Linked DNA regions of Mus musculus: region 1 is linked to region 2. The links are chromatin contacts, called in public Hi-C maps. All regions are on one chromosome and are shown on one strand. The core of a region is the stretch at or near the end of the contact, and the rest is flanking DNA. Distances in the headings are between cores, read along the strand shown.

What was found. Hi-C and Micro-C count contacts between places; a contact is called where the count stands out from the background.
Region 1: a contact with region 2 is called in a Hi-C map of tail fibroblasts, with 4 times the contacts expected there. The contact joins the enhancer-like site here to the promoter of Htr1b in region 2. A contact is called at or near these places in 2 of 39 promoter capture datasets (the C10 cell line and pre-B cells), 1 of 15 datasets of contacts at CTCF or cohesin (large pre-B cells), 1 of 484 Hi-C or Micro-C datasets (tail fibroblasts), 1 of 115 datasets of contacts at active chromatin or transcription factors (embryonic fibroblasts) and 1 of 9 other capture datasets (adipose tissue).

The regions. Positions count from the first base shown.
Region 1 is chr9:82,302,587-82,308,922 of GRCm38.p6, reverse strand. No RefSeq gene overlaps it. Among named protein-coding and RNA genes, the nearest start is that of Gm35548, 46 kb to the right of the region's middle. Within about 2 kb of position 2,047, at least 10 of the 459 cell types and tissues checked have an H3K27ac peak or open chromatin away from gene starts, as enhancers often do. A contact at or near this core is called in tail fibroblasts, where this site is marked.
Region 2 is chr9:81,632,156-81,638,487 of GRCm38.p6, reverse strand. Htr1b (5-hydroxytryptamine (serotonin) receptor 1B) reads left to right here and starts at 4,656. Exons shown (of 2, transcript NM_010482.2): 1 at 4,656-4,802; 2 at 5,617-6,332. The coding sequence starts at 5,936. D430036J16Rik (RIKEN cDNA D430036J16 gene) reads right to left here. Exons shown (of 3, transcript NR_040395.1): 1 at 6,209-6,332.

The sequences.
Region 1 (6,336 bases), core at 798-3,297, 670 kb before region 2:
TTGATAATATTTAGTGATGATTTGATAGGATCTAGGCTTTCCTGGAGCCAAGTCTGCAGGGATAGCTATGTAGGATTATGTAATTTTGTTGCCATCTGAAAGGAAAAGAACAGAACATTATGATGATCCTAGAGTTTGGGTACCAATTACATCACAGGATTTGGAGAGTTTCACTTTAGGTGTGCAGAACAAATCTGAGACTGCAGCTAAGTAGTTGAGTGTGTACTTAGCATGACTGAAGACATGCTTAAAATGTATAATGCAGCCAGGCGTGGTGATGCACACCTTTAATCCCAGCACTCGGGAGGCAGAAGCAGGCAGATTTCTGAGTTTGAGGCCAGCCTGATCTACAAAGTGAGTTCCAGGACAGCCAGGGCTATACAGAGAAACCCTGTCTCGAAAAAAAAAAAAAAAAAAAAAAAAAAAAAAAAAAAAACAAAACAAAACAAAACAAAAGAAAACAAAAAAATATATAATGCCATGGGCTTGATATCGAGATCCACAAAAATAAATTAGTAAATAAGAATATGAAAAACAACATTGATCTTTTTGGTAGATGAATGTGCTCATTTTAAACATCTTCTCTTGTATCACCTCCTCTGTGTGACATCCTAGGTTGCTCTTCACAACAAATCCTCGAATGTCTGCTCTTGGTAACAAATCCTCAAAAACTTCTCTAGGAAGTGAGAGTTCAATGCAAATATAGTACTATCAAATTAAATATAACCACATTAATTCATATTGCTTATGGATTCTGTTCTTAAGTAAACACTGATTATGCTGGAAAACATGTGATATAATTTGCATCTAAAAACAAACAAACAATAACAACAACAAAATGCTTGCACATAAAAATAAGTCAGTGAGTGAGTGCCATAGATCAGTGTCTAGCCCAATTGTACCAGAAAGACATTTTCCAGCAGCTGATAGGAGCAGATGCAAAGACCCACAGCAAAACACTAGGTGGTGCCAAGATAATCCCAAAGAAGAGGAAAGAGTCAAGGAGCCAGAGGTGTCAAAGATGCCAGGAGAACAAGGCCCACCAAGTCAACTAAGTAGAGTTCACAGGGACTCACAGAGACTGGAGACAATTGTGGACTTTATGGTTATGAGCTAGGTCATATGCATATATGCTATGGTTTTGTTATGGTGGTGTTGTGGGTGGTTTCTCTGACTCTTTTGCCTATGTTTGAGATTTTTTCTCCTACTGGGTTGTCTTATCCATCCTCGGTATGAGGATTTGTGCCTAAACTAATTGTAATTTGTTATGGCATGGTCTATTGATATCTCTGGGAGGCCTATTCTGTCTGTCTGTCTGTCTGTCTGCCTACCTGCCTGCCTCTCACTCTTCCTTCTTTCTTCTTTAAGGGAAATGGAGGAGGAGTTGATCTAGAGGAGTAGTTAAAGGCAGGGAAAACTGCAGTCAGGATGTATTATGAGAGAGAGAGAGAGAGGGAGAGAGAGAGAGAGAGAGAGAGAGAGAGAGAGAGAGAGAGAGAGAGAGATGCGTGGAACCCAAAATTTATATGGGATTTTTTAGAAGCATCAAAATACATGATGATGCATATCAGAAAAGTAGCCTATAATTTCTTATTCTGCATTGTTCTCAGTTGTGATCATAAACCAAGAAATCTATGCTTTTTATTTCTGACAACTGATTTTCTTTTCATATGCATTCTTTCTAAGCTTTTCTCAGAATGGCTTCATTGAATTGCACAAGTTCAAAGGGATGTAAACAAGGCATACAGGCTTTCCAAATATGGCCTTGCTCTCCCTTGAGTTGAGCGATCTTCACATTTTCATAAGAATCTAGCAAAGTTCTGTGCAGGGTTCAGTGAAGATGAAGAAATCAGTCTTTCTTTCTGGACCTTACATTTTGGTTGGCAAAGATCATCCATGCTGTAAGAAGAAAACATTTAAGAAGCCTAGATTTAAAACAGGCTTGCCTCACTCTTGGTTCTTACTACTGCTTCTAGTATTAATCACACAGTCTACCTTCCCATCTTCACAGATGCCAGTTCAGAAGACTTCTCACAGTGGTTTCACTTATCCACTGACTCTGGTCCTGTCTTCTACGAATACTCTCTCACAAGAGAGATAGTCACTCTGCTTTCCACCTGCTTTGGAACATATCTACCAAAATTATTGTCAAATAATCTATTACATATGGGAAAAAACTGAGTCCATCTGCACATAATTCATTCTTTAGTGGATAAAATATATTTATCTGCCTAATTTCTCTGCATTCCTAAATGATATACTTCACGGCATTCCTAAAGAATGAACACCTCCAGGTCTGAAATATGATCATGCCATCTCTATTTTTAGGTGATTTTTTTATTGGGGGTGGGCTTTAAACAAATTCTTAAACTGTATTCCAGACTTTCATAGATCTCTGTGTAGTCATGTCTAGACATGAGATCAGAACTTTCCTTCTGCCTAGGCGCACTTAGTGCTGAGTTTGGAGGCATGAGTCACCAAGCTCAGTATGAAGTTCTGTCCTTAGGCATTGTATTACTTTGTTTGCTGATTTTAGTCAGAGTCTTAATGCATGGAAATGAACATAATTAGAAAATCTGCAGCTGTCCCCACCTAGAACCTTCATCTGCCTCCAGGTTTTTGTACATGCTATTTCTTTCCTAGGGTACACTGCCTTTTTCAGTTTGCTCACACATTCCTCCTCGTCTTTCATGAAGCTGGCCTGAAACTAAAGTGTGTGTCGCAAATACTCTCCCAGAATCATGCACCATGCACTTCTGTAATTACAACAGCAATGGCACTGTATTCCATTGCCAACTTACTCCTTCAAATGCCCAGGGATTTCAAAGTTCTTCAGTAATACAGTAATACAGTAATACAGTAATACAGTAATACACACACACACACACACACACACACACACACACACACACACACACACACATACACACATATATATATTCCCTTCAGTACTGAGTGGCTAGCATAATACTACATTAATAATACATTCATAGAAAATATATAGAATTTATTTGCTAAATTGAAATGGATAACACAGGAATTGAAGATATATCTGTACCCACGCCCAGTTTAAAAAATATGTTTATCTTTATTTAGCAGCTTTCTATGTGTAACATATATAGACATGTCTGAAGCCTTGTTGGTACCAGAGTGAAGGTTATAGAATTCTTGTCATGCAACAGGTCAGTCCAGTGTGTTTATATTTGTTGGTGCCCTTTTGAATATGAACTACTGTTTTCTTACTTAACAATGCTTTAGGGAACCCTAAATCTTAATCCAAATATACTAAACAAACATTGAGCAGAATTAAATTTAAAAATTCAATATCTTCTCTCTAAACAATTTCTGTCAGTCTAATAGGAAGAAAATGTAGTTGATTTTCATGATTCAAATCAGAAAGTCTGATTTGAGCTAAAAGTGAGTAGTAGTTTGCTTAGTAGAGCAACAGTCGAGGTAATATATAGGATGTGTTAGGAATGTAACTAGGGCCTGAGGCTTGAGAAAGGAACTTGAAGGAATGATGATTTTGGAAGCTCATATATTAGAAAGCTTAATCTCTGGTTGATGGAACTGTTAGAATTAGAAAGAATTAGAAGGTAAGGTCCTGTTCTATGCCATGTTTTGCTGGAGATAGGCTTTGAGTTTTCAAAACCTCATGCCATTCTGAGTTAGAATTCTCTCTCTCTCTCTTGCTCTCTCTACTTCTCTCGCCCTCTCTCTTGCTCTCTCGCTCTCACTTGCTCTCTCTATTCCTCTCACACTCTCTCCTGCTCTATTTGTCTCGCGCTCTCTCTCTCTTGCTCTCTCTCACTCTCTCCTTCCCTCACCCTCCCTTTAATTCTTCCACCCTCTCCCTCCCCGACTCCCTCTCTCTATAAGCCACTTTCCCATGGATTAAGGATGATTGAGGATATAAATTCTCAGCTACTGCTCTAACATCATTCATTCACGGTGGTCATGAACTCACCCTCTGAAACTATAAAACCTTTCCCTCAATAAATATTTTTCTTTTATAAGTTCCTTTGGTCATGCTGTTTTGTCAGAGCAATAGAAAAAATAACTAAGACAGTGACCTTGAGGAAGAAACAGATTATTTCTAGTAGATTTTCTGAGATTTGCAGGCAGAAGCAATACAATTGCATGGTTTTTACACAAGATAAGTAATAGTTTTCAGTTAAGATCCATAATAAGCACTTTCTATATCTCTGGGTTACAAAAATATAAAATAAGAAAGTTGAAATTATAGAGAAAAAAGTGAAAGCATCTTCAAACATCTCCAATAAACTCCAATGATGACATGATATTTCATGGGCTAATAATTTTAGTCCCCAAATTTTCAGTTAAATATTCATGCTGTGATAAATAACTTTGGCCTTTAACAATTTTGTTTAAACGTGTCAAAATTATAAGTCTCATGACATTCTAAGAGTGTGATATTTTCTATGTGAGAAAATTAACACATATACTTCACAAGTATTGTCTTCATTTTAAAGATATCCAAATAAGGTGCCATCCCTACAACCTACGTCTCTACTGCTGAAGGATAAACAGAAACGTTCTGTTCTTGAAGTAGAAGAGATGTGGGAAGGATACAAGTAAAACCTTCTGTGTATATGGGATTGTTTAAGCATATTCGCTAAACTCTTAAAAAGCAAGTTTTATTAAAGAATAAAGAATAGACATTTGTATTGTACATGTAAAAATGCACTCCACTTACTGGAAGTTTTCAAAGCAAAATGAAACATATCATGATAATTTCTCAGGCTGTTTGAGGGTGTGGAGGTGGGGGAGCATCCATCCTTTTAGAGATGGGAGAGGAGGGATGGGATGAGGAACGGTCAAAGCAAATATTTGAACTTATTTTATAAAAATATTAAAATGCTCAATTTGATTTCATGTGGGGAAAAACATAAATCAATCTAGAAAATTGATAATCAATAGACAATTCATAAAGTAAGTACTTTAGACAAAGTATCCCTTCAGGGAAGTATAGAAGCAGTAAAGTAGCTGTGGTTTCTGTGATGAGACTGTAGAGTGAGGGCTCTTCCCTATGAGAATTTTTCTTTGGTAAACACTTTTGTTTTTAACTCAGCATGTTGATTTTTTTTAAGAAAAAAAGATAAAGATAAAAACAGAAAACAGAAACTTTTAGAAAGAGCAACAAGCAAATTTAAAGATATATAGACTAGGCAGGAACCATCTGAGGTCCCAGGTTTCTCTGAGAAGTCTACATGTCCACTAATAGTAATCTAATGTTGTCTTCCAGTCCATATTACCATATTTGGAAATTTTTGAAACACCCATATTCTTGGAACCTGTTTCATAACTGTTGAGTCAGACTTCAGGGCATGAGGGACATAATTCTGTTAATTATCTCTCCATGTCTGGTACACACTAATTTTGAATGCCATTTTTATTTATTGAGCTGTTTACTGATGATCCTCACTAAGTGAGTTTTTGCTATGTCTTTCAGATGGAATTGCAAATATCCTCACGTGAGCCTCCACACCCGTGCAAGGCACAGATAGATTTGATTCTGCTTTCTGGGTAGAACCTCTAGCTCCATAGTTATTATAAGACTCCCCATTTCTCTTCTTCACTTAGATTTGAAATTGGTGGTGAGCAAGTGTCTACCACACTTGATAACTTTTGAACATTAACAGTCCACATCCTGCTTTCTCTTTGGGCATCTGCTAGGTTTTTTTTTGTTTGTTTGTTTGTTTGTTTGTTTGTTTGTTTGTTTGTTTGACTTTGATGAAATGGAGTGCCCCTCTGCAGTCAAATGCTCTAGAATCCCAGGAATCTTTCCACATAGTTAAGCCTAGACTTACACATACAATCTTTTCCCCCAACCTACTGACCCTGACTTGGATTATAGTTATGGGCACCATTTCCTGGTAAATTATTTAAGGTCAAATACTTACAGGTTTTTAAAACCCAAGCTTTCTTTAAGTTTTTCAGTATTCAACCAACATATCTATAGACTTCTTAACTATTCTATAAATCAGGTACCATAACTGTATCCTTAGATATTTTCTAGGTATAAGCCATTGTATATGGTTGTTCCCCAAGCATGAATTTTGGTTGTTATTGTTAGTTTGTTCATTTGTTTGCATGGTTTTACATATATTTCAGTTTTTTGTGGGACCATCTAAATTTTTTCTTTTTATAATTATCATAGATATGCTAATTAAAGGTAAAATAATTTTTGTTTATTTTTATACTCCTTCAATGTTGTGGTTTGAATAAAATGGCCTCATAGGCTCATAGATTTGAATGCTTTGTCATCAGGGACTACTTGAGAGGATATTAAGAGAAGTGTCCTTCCTTGTTGGA
Region 2 (6,332 bases), core at 3,407-5,906:
CAGCTGTCTGATATTAGCAAAGTTCCTCAAATTCACAAAGTCTAAATTTCCTCATTCAGAAGCTGAGAATGATAATGACACTTCTCAGCGTTGTAACAATTAACTGAGGGATGTGTGTGGGACACACAGCATATGGCTTAGTGCAAAGCCTTCAGCAACTGATCATGATTATTAGTCAGGAATTACAGGTATAGAAGCAGTAAAGCACAGCTTGGCTTGTCTTCTCTACAAACCTAAACTACACAGTGATGCTTTTCTGTTGTTATTTGAGGTGAAATTAAGACAACATTCTTTATTTTGAATATAAAAGGAAGACTTTCTATTGTTTCCTTTAGAATTGATGGTCAATTTCATCATGCGGCACTCTGATTTGCTTTTGTTTTAGACAGAATTCATCCTGAACAGAGCTTCAAAATAGTGCTGCTCCCTTAAGAGTTCTTTTATGTTTAATGAACTCAGTTGGCATTGCTTTCTCATCCAAAAACTTTTCATCACAAACAAATCCTACCCTTCCCAATGAGGAAGAGTCCCTGCTGGGTGGAGCTAATCATCCAGGCAGTGTATACTAGTGACACTTAGTGGTATCTCTGAGCTAAAAATTTCCTTTAAGACTAAAGTCTTTTGCCATGGAACATGTGATTTTTCACTTACTTGGAAGTTAGCTGCTTTGAACTGAGTTAGCTTTGAACCGATATTAATATATTTGTTGCTGGTATCTGTTTAAAGTGTCTGTGATGGTTTGAATAAGAATGCCCCTCATGGGCTCCTGTATCCAAATGCTTAGTCATCTGGGAGTGGCAACATATGAAAGGATTAAAGGGTATGGCATTGTTGGAGAAGGTGTGGTCTTGTTGGAGGAAGTGTGTCTCTGAGGTGGGCTTTGAAGTTTCAAGGGTCCAAGCCAGGCCTATTTCTGCTGCCTTTGGATCTGGATCTAGAACTCTCAGCTATCATGGCTACCTGCACCCTGCCATGCTCTCCACCATGATGATAATAGACTAAACTTCCGAAGCTGCAATGAAGCACCAATGAAGTACTTTCTTTTTGTATCAGTTTCCATGGCCATGGTGCCTCTTCACAGCAAAAGAACACTAAGACAGTGTCTATTGTTAAAAAGACATGTCTTAGACAATGAAAAATAGATATTATATAATATATATATTATATAATGTATATATATTATGTTCTAATTTTGAGACTGTTTTCCCTCCTCATATTAACATGACTTGTTCACCATACATAGAAACACAGCAGAATCAGTCCTCCTTAGGAACTAATTTACACCAGACTAGTAACGAACTGCTTATCTTCTTTAGTGAATATTAAAATTTCTTAAGAAATTAGACAGCATAAAAGTATTATGACACACATATCATCTCTCTAGTCTACTATGGACACCAATGAATGTGGAAAAGGATCCTGGAGCACCCAGAATTTGTAAGAATTACCTGTGTCCACTTATCCAAACCCTCCCAAAGTTCCCTTATGGAAGACACAGGATAGAAAGAGCCAAGGCCCTTGGAAGATCTTGCATTTTCAGTGATACCAACCAACTTTCAGAGATAGTGAGGCTGTTTGAGAGGAGCCTGGCTATGGGTTATCGCTACACAGGAAAGGGTTGTTCAGTGCTGGAGTCTTCGATGACGATTTTACCTGTGGGAATTAAAAACCATGGCAGTCAGCAAGATTTTGCTGAAGGGACCCTGATATAGCTGTCTCTTGTGAGACTTTGCCAGTGCCTGGCAAATACAGAAGTGGATGCTCACAGTCATCTATAGGATGGAACACAGGGGCCCCCAATGTAGGAGCTAGAGAAAGTACCCAAGAGCTGAAGGGGTCTGCAACCCTATAGGTGAAACAACAATATGAATTAACCAGCACCCCCAGAACTCTTGTCTCTAGATGCATATGTAGCAGAAGATGGCCTAGTCGGCCATCATTGGGAAGAGAGGCCCCTTGGTCTAGCAAACTTTATATGCCCCAGCACAGGGGAACACCAGGGCCAAGAAGTGGGAGTGAGTGGGTAGGAGAGCAGGGCAGGGGGAGGGTATAGGGGACTTTCGGGATAGCATTTGAAGTATAAATGAAGAAAATATCTAATAAGAATAAATGTGGGGAAAACAAAAACGAAAACAAACAAACAAAAAAAAACATGGCAGTAAAAACAGCCAACATTGGCCTTAGACCTGAAAAAGAAGTGTCTATTCAGTTCCCACATTCTGTGATTAGGACCAGTGGCTTGGACACTTTTCAATGAGATTTTCACTGGATGATAAGGACTGTGCTGGACAGTGAATTTTTTATGAGTTCTATGTCATGTTTCTTCTGGTTTCCAGGAAAGTGATAAGACCATGATCAAACCCTCCCAGACTGTACCTGCAATTTCCCCAAGGGAGCCTCACAGCCTCCTGGCTTAGGAAAGTCCCCTTGAGGGTGGTTCATATCCCAATACTAATGACTCAGTCACTATCTGGTCTGGTCCTGCCATCAAATCAGACCTTTTTCTACACAAGGAAGTTTTACTGTTCTCTTGAACAGAAGCCCTTGAGAGAAGGTGCCCTTGAAAGACCTGGAACTTTGGAACAACAACAACAACAACAACAACAACAACAACAACAACAACAACAACAACAGCAAACCAACCAACCAAACAAACATCAGGAATTGGTACCCAGCAGCAATGGGTAAGCTTCTTGTTTGACAAATATGCACTGTTGAGCAAACAGCTGCTTTTCATATGCTTCAAGTCTGGGAAGCTACGAGTGAAATTCAGAAACTAGCTTAATGAACTGTGGTGCTTCACTGAGCTCCGCCTAAATCCCTTCTGTGCTGCAGCGGCATATTCACAGAGCTCTAACCAGAAGGTAAAATCAAAATCTGCCTGCAAGTAGTAGAACCTGCTGAGGGTGTGGGACTTCAGATCAGCTGCAATGCATGGGAATGCCACAGGTGTCTGTTTCTCTCCCAACACCAAGGCGGTTTCTCAGTCTCCTGCTTCGGAAACAGAAATAAGAAGGCTGTCCATAGTTGTTAATATTCTCCCTCCTTCCGCCTCTTGAACACGCCCCTCAATCTTCCCTAGCTCCCGAATGATACTAATGATAGTATAGTAGCAGGAAAATAGTTTCCTGGCATCCACCCGGCTTTCTTGCCCCTCAACCACACTCTTGCTCCATCCTGGTCAACGCCCCCACCTAGTGGCTCAACATTGCCAGCTTCCAGTCCGTTTTCAATAGCTTTTAACTGGTGCTGAGCTAGTTAGTAAGATAATGAAGGCACCTCATGTAGGTAGATCGAGTTGAAGACTGGAGGATGGGGCACCTTAAAATGTGGTGGAAAAAAATGCTTAATATGCTGAAGTCTCTGATCTTAGGAAAAGGAAAAGAGGAAAAAAGGTGGTGTTTTTATCCTCGCGGCATCTACTGCAACACAGCTTAAACCTTAAACCTTAGTTAAAAAGCCCCCTTCCAAAGCTTGGAAGATTTTTTTTTTTAGGACACTAGCTGCCAAATGAAAGTATACTGATTTAGTTGACTGTAAGCAACTGTCTTTGCCTCTCCTAAAATATAACTGCTGTAAAACTGGATCTGAATTTGCCCCGTTTGTCTCCATATTCCTAATGCAGAGGAAAACACTCAGCATCAGTTATGCTTTCTAATTTTTGTCTGCCTTGCTGGCTTAGAGGGGCAAGAACTCAGGGAATTTGGTTTGGGACTTTGTCACCTTCAGTCTCTTGTAAAGGTCTGAAATTGCTCCACCCTTAAAACTGGATGGCCAATAGAGCAGATGATCCTGGCTGAGCTCTGGGATGGAACGATTTGAGGTGTAAAAAAAAAAAAAAAAAACACTTGCAGAGAAACTGATGATTTCAATTATAATGTGACTCTTACTAGATCCATTCAACATATCAAACACACACTTAGGCTCGCGGGAATTCTAGTGGGAACCTTAGTCCTTAACACGGGGAGAATACATTGCCATTTACTTTGCTTTTGATTCCTAAGTAGACCCTGTATTTGTTTCTGTTCAGATTGGAGGCGAAACCAAGGCTAGGGAATCTGCTCCGGGTTTGGGGACCCAGCTGCTATGCTTACTGCCCCCTATGGCAGAATTGCTAACCTTTTGCCTAGGGCAAAGGAGACAGTGGTGACTGTAGTTGTGATGGCTCAGAGACCCCTTTATTTTTCCTTTTCTGGGAGGGCTGAGTGGAAGAACTTCTTACTGAAAAGTCGGGCGCTGAGCTGCGGAGCCACTGGGGCGGGAGGATGGGGTGGAAGGTTTAATTTCGCATACAGTAGGCTTCTCTTTATGACACTGTTTTACATCTTGCAGACAGCTTCTCTCCCGTTGACTCACAAAGTTAAAGGGGAGGATTGAATGACAAGCACAAATTTCTAAATGTAGATTGGGAAATTGTGTTTTTAATGTACTAAGAGTCAAAGATGTCTCAAAGCCCCAGGCATGAAGTATAGCATGCACATATTGGCTGCTTCCTTCTAAGGAAGCATCCCTGGCGCCTCCTAAACTGGGTGTGGCCCTCGGTGTGGGGTTAGATTCCAGAAGGGAGAGTTCAGATATTGGCGCTTGCTCCACCTACCACCAACCACCAGGAAAGAGGGAGGTGGTGGTAGGCGGAAGCCTAGACCCGGACGCCCGCACTAAGTCTGTGGCAGCGACTAAAGACGTGGGTTGACTGCGGAGCGCAAAGACTCAAAGCTCTCAGAGGCTAGAACAGGACGTCCCATTACCCATTCCCTGCTTGAAAGGCGACTCCAAGTTTCAGGGTCGGGAGAAGGGACAAGGTGAAGAAAACTGCGAGAGAGGGCGGTAGGACCCTGCGGGAGATTCTGTAGCAGGGACTGGATCTGGGCGGGAGGAAAAGAAGGAGGGAGGGAGGGAGGGAGAGAGGGAGGGAGGGGGGAAAGAGCAGAAGGGAAGGTGCTTTGCAGCCGCCGTCTGCTCTCGCCGCACTGCACGAGTTGCACAGCCGGACCAGGCTGGACCCAGATAATATAAAAGGAGCCCCACCGGCTCTGAGGCTCACACCCCGCTCCCGGGCTGGCGCACACCGACTTCCTCCCGCTCCCCCAGACACCTGCCCCCTCCCGGTGTGCGGCTCCAGGTGCCCCAGCCCCTTGTGCCCCGCGGCATGGCTCCCAGCGGCGCTGCTGGAACCCTGGAGGTGGTGACAGCTGCAGGGCGGCTCGAACTGCCGCAGCTCGGGCCCCAGAGTCTCCCCTCTGGTGGCCGGGTCTCCACGGGGCAGCTCGCTGGTGTGGCCAGCGTGTGAAAAGGGAGGGAGTGCGGCGCCCAGGCTGCTGGCGCCGCGCGGCTGGCTCGCAGACTTCACAATCCCCAAGTCAGGCGGCGGCCAAAGAAAGTGGCGGAGCTCCGGGCTTGTAGGGGGCATGGGGTGGGGATGCAAGCCCAGGACTCTGCACTGGCCTGCAAGCTTCGGTCTGCACAGCCAGCAAACTCCTTCGGGCGGAGTCTGCAGATTCCGGAGCGCCCGGGTTAGGAGAAGCTGAGACCTGAGCAATTGGGGTAAGAGGTCCCACTAGACCCCGAGACCCCTCTACAAGCGATACTTAGTCCTTCTCCACTGTTTGCCTCCAGGGAACCTGAGAGAAGCTGGACTGGGTGGGCCAGTGCTTTATTCACCCGGGCGAAGACGGGGAGTGGAGAGGAGCTAGCAGACGCGGCAGCAGCGCCTGGCGCACTGGAAGTGCAGGGGACGCGCCCGCAGGCTTGGTGGCCGCGCCTGTGACCTCTCCTTTGGGCTGAGAACACAGGCGGAGGAGTTACTGAGGAGCCCACGGAACTGGCTAGCCAAAGGAGACAAGCCTATAGTCTCCATGATCCTCCCGTCCTCTGTTCTTTCCCTGGTCCGCTCCATGTTCAAGAGCTGCGCTCCGCAGCCAGGACGAGGAGAGCTATGGAGGAGCAGGGTATTCAGTGCGCCCCGCCGCCTCCCGCCGCCTCCCAGACAGGGGTACCTCTCACCAACCTCTCCCACAACTGCAGCGCCGACGGCTACATTTACCAGGACTCCATCGCCCTGCCCTGGAAAGTCCTGCTGGTTGCTTTGTTGGCGCTCATCACCTTGGCCACCACGCTCTCCAACGCCTTTGTAATCGCTACGGTGTATCGGACCCGGAAGCTACACACCCCGGCTAACTACCTGATCGCCTCTCTGGCAGTCACTGACCTGCTCGTGTCCATCCTGGTGATGCCCATCAGCACCATGTACACGGTCACTGGACGCTGGACACTAGGCCAGGTGGTCTGCGACTTCTGGCTGTCGTCGGATATCACCTGTTGCACTGCTTCCA